Regions from separate parts of the Mus musculus genome. Here all the other regions are linked to region 2. The links are chromatin contacts, called in public ChIA-PET and HiChIP or PLAC-seq maps. All regions are on one chromosome and are shown on one strand. The core of a region is the stretch at or near the end of the contact, and the rest is flanking DNA. Distances in the headings are between cores, read along the strand shown.

Region 1 (2,700 bases), core at 111-2,610, 1.0 Mb after region 2:
TCCAGCTGCAGTTTCCCCGTCCTCACTCAAGGGCTCACTCCAAGGCTTCAGACTGATGGCTGCCTGGCTGTGGGAGATAGTTTTCAACATCTTCAAGCCTCTCAATCTTCAAGGGTCTAGAACAGGATAGCCACTCAATTTGAAAGTATTGATTAGATGCATTTCAGACCTTTCTGAGTATCCGATCTACAGATCAGCTAATGCCTCAAGCCCGTCATTCTCCACAGTAGTGTGTCATCTGCATTGGACCAGCCTCCCAACCCCCATTCCTGGTTCCTTCTGCCAACTACACCAGTGCTGCTTTCACTGCACACAGACGAGTTTCTTCCTTTACTGGAGCACTCTCCCCTTCATCTGGCCCTAGCTTGAAGTTTGCACACTACAAGGACTCCTCTTAGTTTTTCCTGATCTATTAAACCCATTTCCTTTCCTGTGCCCCGATTGTAATTAGACTGCCAGCATGGGAAGTACTCTTTGCTCCCTCTTAACCAATGTCCTCAGTGTTCGGTGTGACCCTTCTAACCCCCTAACTGTTCTCCTTAAGGCCAGGCTTAAAAATTAACCTCTCAATGGTTCCTTTCTTGGAAGATGTAGGAAAACAAACAAAAAAACCACTCTTCTAGTTTCTCTCATAAAAAGCAGCACAGAAAGCGTTTAACTTTATTCCTACGTGAATATGCATTCATACTGCACAGGCCACTTGCGTGGTTGGAAATGAGTCCACAACCCTTTTACAGACCGGTATGGGGAAACTTTGTGAAGTTCCAAGCCAACACGTTTGAAGCTTCCCATGTATGAGGCAGCCTGGAATTTCCTCTCCTGGCCGATTGCTCTTTCAAAAGAATAAGAGCAAGGTTCCAGAGACAGCAGACCCCGCCGCCGAGCAAAACCGGCTTAAGCTGAGCGAGTATACACGCACAGAGGCGAGAATAGAATGCCTACTTGCTGCTCACGCTTAGAAACAACCCCTTGGAAGGCCCCGCCCCGCAGTTTACTCCGCCCACTTGGAGTCTCCGCTCCGCAGTTCCTCTTGTCCCTCCCTCCCAGAGCCTCTCCCCCCGACACCGCCATCTAAGCGGGTCGAGCCAGTAAGTTCAGCCAAAGTGGACTCTTCTCTCGCACAGGAATGGGGAAATTAAGTGCAATTTAGTGAAATTTCTAATATAATTCTGTTAATATGCCACAGAGCGCGTCACCAGAGCCTGACCCGGTCACCAGAGCCTGACCCCGCCCCGTGTCCATGGCTCCGCCCATAAACGACACGCTGAGACCTCGCCCCTCGCGTCATGAAACCCAAACACCGGCCTGAAGGCCCCACCCCGTAGGTCTTCTTCCCCGCGTGAGGGGCGGGGCTGCGACTGCGCGCTCGCGGGCCGGGTGGCTTCCGCGGCGGCCGTTGGCCGTTAGCGCGGCTTGGGTGGTTGTCTTGGAGAAGCAAGATGGCGGCGACTACCGCCGCGGTGGTGGCCGAGGAAGACACGGAGCTGCGCGACCTGCTGGTGCAGACGCTGGAGAACAGCGGCGTGCTGAACCGCATCAAGGTGCGGCGGGGCGGCCGCCGGGGCTCGGGGCTGCGCGGGACGCCGGCACGAGGCGGCCACGCGGCCGTGGGGCCTTGGCCCGAGTTCGTGGGCCGGGTGTGGAGCGCACAGGCCCGTCGCCTTCCATCGCTCGCTGCCCGCGCGGCCGGCACCCTCGTGTCTGCCCCCGTTCTTTCAGGTTGCGAAACTGACTTATAATCTTGTGGTTTTTTTTTTTTTTTGAAGGCTGAACTCAGAGCGGCTGTGTTTTTAGCACTAGAAGAACAAGAAAAAGTAGAGGTAAGAGATCCCCAGACCTTGTTCATGCCGTACCTCTTAATGCCCGGTTTCTAATAAATGAAAAGCCGTCCTGAAATAGTTCAGTAACTAACCGGGGATGCTTCTGAACGGCTAAGGATTGGGCTTTTACCAATACTCATTTTCTAAATCATTTTGCACGTTTAGAGTGGCCTTAAAGTAGCACAGGAATTTCGGGAGACAGTAGTAGCTAAGGCTCAGGTGCAGGAGTCACGTGAAAGCGGTTCGTTGAGTTACCGGAAGTATTACTTTGAAATTTTTATAAGCTAGTACACTTCAAATGTCTTGGCAGTAAGGAATGCACACTGGAACCTTTTCCCAAATTCTGATTGGTTGGTTAAAAATCTGACCATTACTTTAAAAACATCTCTGATCTTATCCCCCCACCCCCCAAAAAAGAAATCTAGTGAGACCTGAATGTTTAATAACTTGGCTTTTCTGCCTACCCCAGGCCCCAGCAACCATCCTGAGTAAATGTCCTGTAACTCCTTGTCAGTAAGAATCACAGGAGAATCAAAGTCTTACTGTGTGACAGATCTGCCTCCATCCTTCCACGGCTGTGGCCCTGTTTAACCTACCTGCTCTTAACTTTCTCCTCTTCATCCTTACTGGTTGGTTCTTGGCCAGGCTGGGTCCCATTGTCCACCCTTGGGAGTCTCATGTTTCTTTGCTTTCTAGTTAAACAGTAATTATCATTTGATCCAGTGAATTATTTTCTTAACCTGTTTCTGCATAAGCATTGCCAAAGAAAAGTCACTTAGCCAGGTGACTGTGTGAGTTCCGTAGTGGTGGGTTGTAACTGAGCAGGGTCTGGGGTTCTCCCGTCTGGTCCCCTTTAGCTTTCTTACCTGATCCTTCACTC
Region 2 (2,700 bases), core at 161-2,660:
AAGTCTCCTTGAAAAAGGACCAGGCCTTGCCCTCAGGCAGTGTAAAATAATAAACATTCCAAGAGTAGCCAAGAAGGTTTGCTTAGAGGACCCGATCTTAGCCCATTCTCCTGATTTCATCCTTAGAAGGCACCTCTGGGAGCTAAGACATCACGGGGAGAGATGCTGAGGTCAAGTCACAAGTCACAAGCCAGTGTACACTGTCTCTACTGAAGCTGCAAACCCTTACACTGCATGCAGCCTATCTCTGGAGCCCCACACCAGAGGGATAGCAGTTCCTAAAAGCCCGCTCTAGATGGGACTGACTCCTGCTCCAGGTGAAATTAGCCCTTTGATGTTTTATGTGACGTGGGTTTCCCAGCATGTTGGATCTTTTGATTCCTGTGTCCTTTATGACTACCACCAGTCTGGGTGGGAAAGTGTTGAGAACTGCCCGGTGGGCTGCATATCATGCAGGAGAGTGAATCTGTTTTCTCCAGTGGCCAAAGGAACTGGGCTTACCCTCAGCTCTTCTCTAATCTGCTTCTATTCTGCCACGGGGCATAAGACTTTATTAACCTCAGCCTTTCTTTTTGTGTGACTAGGAAGGATCATTTGGACTTAGGTTAAAGCAGGCTCTGATTGCTTCCTCAGACTGAGACTCAGGATGTTCCTGCTGCTGGCCCTGATAGTCATCTGTGAGGATAATTGTCTATAAATGGAGCCCGAGGTCACAGAGAGCGGATGTGAGCCTTTGTTCTCAGCTGCTGGCCCCGACCACGTGAGGCGTCCTCACCGAGAGGAGGAAGGCCGCTGACACTGCGAAGCAGGCGGGGTCCTCTCCCAATGATTCCCCAATAAGCAAGGAGTTGCAGGGACCAGCTGTAGGAGTGACCCGAGTGTAGTGCTTGTGGGCGCTTTTCTAGCATGCTAGGTCATTAAAGTTTTGCTTTGCAGAGAAATTCAAAATGCTAAGCGTGGAGTCCAAGTGGACAGAGGTGTTCGGAGAAGAACACAACAGCTCGGACAGAAGAGGCAGGGAGACAGGACAAGAGCAGCGTGCCTCAGGAGCGACTGATTAAGCTCACAACGGGCGTGGGCGCTGATTGGCGGCCGTGGCAGTGGGCAGGGCGATACTGCACCCCACTGTTCTCTGAGGGCAGGAGTTGTAGGAGAGGGAGGAGTAGGCAACGGCGCTGATTGGAGGCGTTCACGGGGACAACGCCCCTGGGCAGGATGGCTGGTGATAATTGGAGAGTACGGTGGTGGGCGGGGTGAGGGTGGGGCTGTCCGGAGTAGGTTTTCCGACTAAAGGGGAAAAGAGCTCTGGCTGCGGGCACTGATTGGTGGGTGGGCGTGTAGGCGTGGCGCAGCGTCGCACTCTGGTTGGTCGGAACGACGCTGGGTGTAGTCTATGGGCGGGGCAGGTTGCCGGGAGCTGGTACTCCTGGCCGGAGGCAAAGGCGCCGCGGGAGTGATCCAGGGACCCGGGCCCGGTGGCCGGTGCGGCCTGCCCTTTGTGCTTGCAGCCCGCATCCGCGCCGAGGGCCGCCGCGTCGGGCTCCCCGGCGCGCGTGCCCGCCAGCGCGCTGCCTAGCCTGGGATGTGCCGGGGATGCGCGCCCGCCGGCCCTGCGGCTCCTGGCAGCTGGGCGCGGGGCGATGGAGCTGAGCATGAAGAAGTTCACGGTGCGCAGGTTCTTCTCCGTGTACCTGCGCAAGAAGTCGCGCTCCAAGAGCTCCAGTCTGAGTCGCCTCGAGGTAAAGGCCCTCCCCGGGAGCGCGCAGGATGCGGGTCCCCGCTGCGCCTGGAGTGGGCATGTAGAGCCTCAGGGCGTGCGGCTACAGTCCAGTGCATCATCACCCCAGACCGGAGCCAGCTGTGGGAAGTTATTTGAAAACTGGTCCAGTTGTCATGAAAATCTATCAAATCGACTCCAAATGTTAGCACTTCATAACAACTGCAGAGAGCGAGTCCTTGCTGCGATTGAAGTTAACCTCAGTGAATTTCTTTCTAGTGCCCCTGTGTGCACAGGATTCGGGGTCACTCCTAGAGAGAGGCTTTAGAGGAGGGGTGCGGTCGGTGCAGCTGGGTTGCCGCGTGGTGTGGGAGTGCTTTGGGAGGCTACATGAGTCCTAAGTTTTGTAGCCTCTGGCGCCTGCCCGTTTTACCTTGAGTCTGGTACTGTGTGGATCAGGGTATTTGAGATCAGTGTAGAGTTGACCAAAGCAACTCAAGAGGGCTCTGTGCATTTTGGTGTTCCTAGGTGGTGGAGTGCCTGACGCAATTCCCCCGCAGCCCAGGCTTTGAGATAGATTGGCTCTGAAACCCGAGGGATGCCGGAAAATCTTGACCTTTGCAGGTCTCGCATCTTCCATGTCCAGTCGTCTGTGATTTTAACGGTGGCTTTCATTTCTGACTAACAACTAAACTATCCTCATCCCAGTGCTCAGACCACGTTGTTGATGAGTCCATAGAGAGCAAAACCGTGTGACCCGCTTTGCTAGTGAAGTGTGTAAGAGAAAGTTGACAACTAACCTAGAGATTTCATGGAACATTGATGTCCCTGCTTCAGTGCAGGCCCATATGGAATTGTGTGTGTGGTTAGAAAAAAATATCACAGATTTCATGTTGAATTGCTCTGTCTCAGCCTTAGTATGTTACACACAGGCAAAGGGCTCTGTGATGATCAAGAGACCTTTTAAGTCCGGGGACAGACTT
Region 3 (2,700 bases), core at 82-2,581, 760 kb after region 2:
CAGTGTTTACACCGAGGCACGGGAACCTTCCATCTCAAGAAAAGTTTGAGCTGTTTTTTTGGGGGATGCTGCAGATGCTCAGGCTAAGAGTTCTATAACTCAGAAGACGGCTCAGAATTAAGATGAAAAACCTTGTAAAGTGGGCTCCATTTTCACATCATCGAGAGAGCCTTCTGTCTGGTGAGGAGAGAAGGCTTTCTCCAAAGTAGCAGTGTCCTTGACATTAGAGAAGCCCAACACCAATCCTGGATTGGGGTGCAGCTCAGAGGCAGAGTGTGTTCTGAGGGGCAGGTTTTAATCTCCAGCTCCAAAAACATAACGTCTTAGACAATTCTGTGGAATACTACAGAGCCAAACATCAAATTATCCGTGGAATGTTCAAAGCCATAGCTCTGAGGTGGGATGCCAATACACACACACACACACGCACACGCACACGCACATGTACACACACACACACACACACACACACACACACGACCTGATTTGATCTCGAAGGAAGAAGAGGAGGTGACACAACAGAAGATGCCAGATTGGAGGGCAGTTTTACATGCAATATAATTTGCAGCATCTGCATTTCAAACCGTTGTGTTCTTCTAGATTTTCCAAAGATGCTACCATGTTGACAAACATGTGACGCTTTTTGTTCCCTTTACAAAGTTGTTGATCCTAAAATGAACACATCTGTACCCATCTGACTGACTCCGTACTTCACAATAAACTTAGGGCAGTGGTTCTCTACATGAGAAATAAATGAATTTCTCAATGGGCAATTCCCCTAGTTCCAAAGAAACTGGTGTAGCTTTCGAGGGTAATTTTCAAAGAGGGGAAGTCATCCCTCCATCTCCGTCCTGGTTTTATAGCAACACCCTGCACCTAGATGTGCCAATTGATATCTAGTCCTGGATGGAGAGGATGGTGGGTGACCGGGAACAGCACCCAAACAGGACACCCAGAGCAGGGAGGGGCCAGCAGGAACAACTAGAAAGGAAAGTGATGTTTACACACAGAATAATAAAATTTCTCATCCTGCACACACCACCTTTGACATCAACCAGAGCCACTGCCTATGTTCAATATGTCATGGTTTCCACTCCTAGTAGTTTGTAGACATTTTTACTTTGAAATGGGGGGGGTGGGAATTAGGGGGGTTAGGCTTGGAAAGAACCGGCGCTGCCCTAAAAGGAATGAGGAAGTGAGAGCAGAGCAGTCTCTGGCTGGCTTTGGCTGTGTAACAACCCATGATGTTCCTTCCGGCCCCAGTAATATTCTGAGTTTCCACCTGCCCGCCCCCGCCACATATAACACTCAGCACACGAGGCTGAGGGCCCAGTGCCTTGTCTCTGTGGGTGGACTCCTAGGGTCAGAGTGTCATGTTGTGTCTCCCGTTTTCCACAGTTCGCCAGAGGTAAAAAGAGCTCTGGCTGAAGACCGTTGCTGGTAAGTACTGTAGATTAACAGGACAAAACATAAACTGCCTTGTGGGTCGAGGGTCTTGGGTCCCTGAAGTGTCAGGGGCCAGTGCCACTAAAAACAGCTCTATTGAGAAACATGTGTCAGCCTTAGAAGGACTCTGAATGGAGAATGCTAGGGGCTGTGTGTCAGCTGCCAGCTTGGGGGCTTAGGGATTCTGTAAATGTTATCTTTTGTTTCTGTACACTGTATATATTGTCCTGGAGGTAAATTTCTGTCTTACTTGGGTTTCATGAGAGTGCAGAGCTTTTAATATAGTATGTGCGAGCACTCAGAAAAGCAAGTCTTGGTTGTTGTAATGTGTACTCAGGCTCTCCTGATGGGAACTTAGTAACTCGTAACAAAGTTTGGGAGTAGTAAAGGCGTGTGGCTTAAAGAATTTAGGATTAAGTTTCTCAGAGGCTGTTCTTAATCATAGGTGACATTTAGGAAGAAAGACTGATGTTATCTTGCTTCATGGAGTCGTAGGAATTTTTATTTCATTTGGATAGAATAAGACACAATGAAAACTTGGATGAGATTCTCAACGATGCTTCTTAGTGGGAGCCCAGTTTTAGGTGAACACTTTTCTATCCAGTAGCTTTAAGCTCTGGGTCCTTTTTTGTTTTGTTTTGTTTTGTTTTTTGTTTTTTCAAACTGACTTTGAAATTTGAATTTGACTGGACTAGTTATTCTATTTTCTAACTCTTTTCATTTATGATTTGTTGTACACAGGATCAAAGCCTCGAGGTAGTGGACCCCCCTCTTGGACTGTCAGTCTCCATTCCAATGAAGCTGATAAGCAGTCTCGATGGTGTACGTAAGTCCTTTGCACCTACTCATTCATCTTGTCCACAGACAGGGGCTGAAGGACCTTCGCTGATGTTCTTTTTCCTCTCTTTTAGTCAAAAACACTTAATGCTAACAACATGGAGACATTAATTGAATGTCAGTCAGAGGTAAGAAAGTAATGTTTTAAACTTTTTATTTGCACTGTAATTAGATAAAAGACATTCTTTTGTTACTCATTTGGGTTATTTAATTATTGGTGTGAGATGAATATCAGATTATAAACTAAACACGTCTATTGAGATCTTCCAAAATAATGTTGATCTGAGAAGATAAAATACAGAATCAATGCATTTGACTTAATTTTCAAGATGAATAAAAGGCCGTATGTGCATTTTATGGAGAAAGATGGGATGTCTTTGGGTGTCACTATTTTAACTGAAATGCATGTTTTCAGGG

What was found. ChIA-PET counts read pairs in DNA pulled down with a chosen protein or histone mark. HiChIP or PLAC-seq counts read pairs in DNA pulled down with a chosen protein or histone mark.
Region 1: a contact with region 2 is called in an H3K4me3 HiChIP or PLAC-seq map of stem cell-derived neural progenitor cells, with 4 times the contacts expected there. The contact joins the promoter of Cep43 here to the promoter of Rps6ka2 in region 2. A contact is called at or near these places in 2 of 115 datasets of contacts at active chromatin or transcription factors (embryonic stem cells and stem cell-derived neural progenitor cells).
Region 3: a contact with region 2 is called in an RNA polymerase II ChIA-PET map of memory CD8 T cells, with 5 read pairs. The contact joins the promoter of Tagap here to the promoter of Rps6ka2 in region 2. A contact is called at or near these places in 1 of 39 promoter capture datasets (cranial neural crest), 1 of 15 datasets of contacts at CTCF or cohesin (the NIH/3T3 cell line) and 2 of 115 datasets of contacts at active chromatin or transcription factors (astrocytes and memory CD8 T cells).

The regions. Positions count from the first base shown.
Region 1 is chr17:8,164,158-8,166,857 of GRCm38.p6, forward strand. Cep43 (centrosomal protein 43) reads left to right here and starts at 1,361. Exons shown (of 12, transcript NM_201230.5): 1 at 1,361-1,541; 2 at 1,767-1,820. The coding sequence starts at 1,440.
Region 2 is chr17:7,168,705-7,171,404 of GRCm38.p6, forward strand. It overlaps Rps6ka2 (ribosomal protein S6 kinase, polypeptide 2), which reads left to right and starts at 1,411. Exons shown (of 21, transcript NM_011299.4): 1 at 1,411-1,739. The coding sequence starts at 1,641.
Region 3 is chr17:7,924,669-7,927,368 of GRCm38.p6, forward strand. It overlaps Tagap (T cell activation Rho GTPase activating protein), which reads left to right and starts at 1,332. Exons shown (of 10, transcript NM_145968.2): 1 at 1,332-1,440; 2 at 2,188-2,268; 3 at 2,358-2,411; 4 at 2,699-2,700. The coding sequence starts at 2,242. The region is part of intron 4 of Gm1604a (predicted gene 1604A); the gene reads right to left.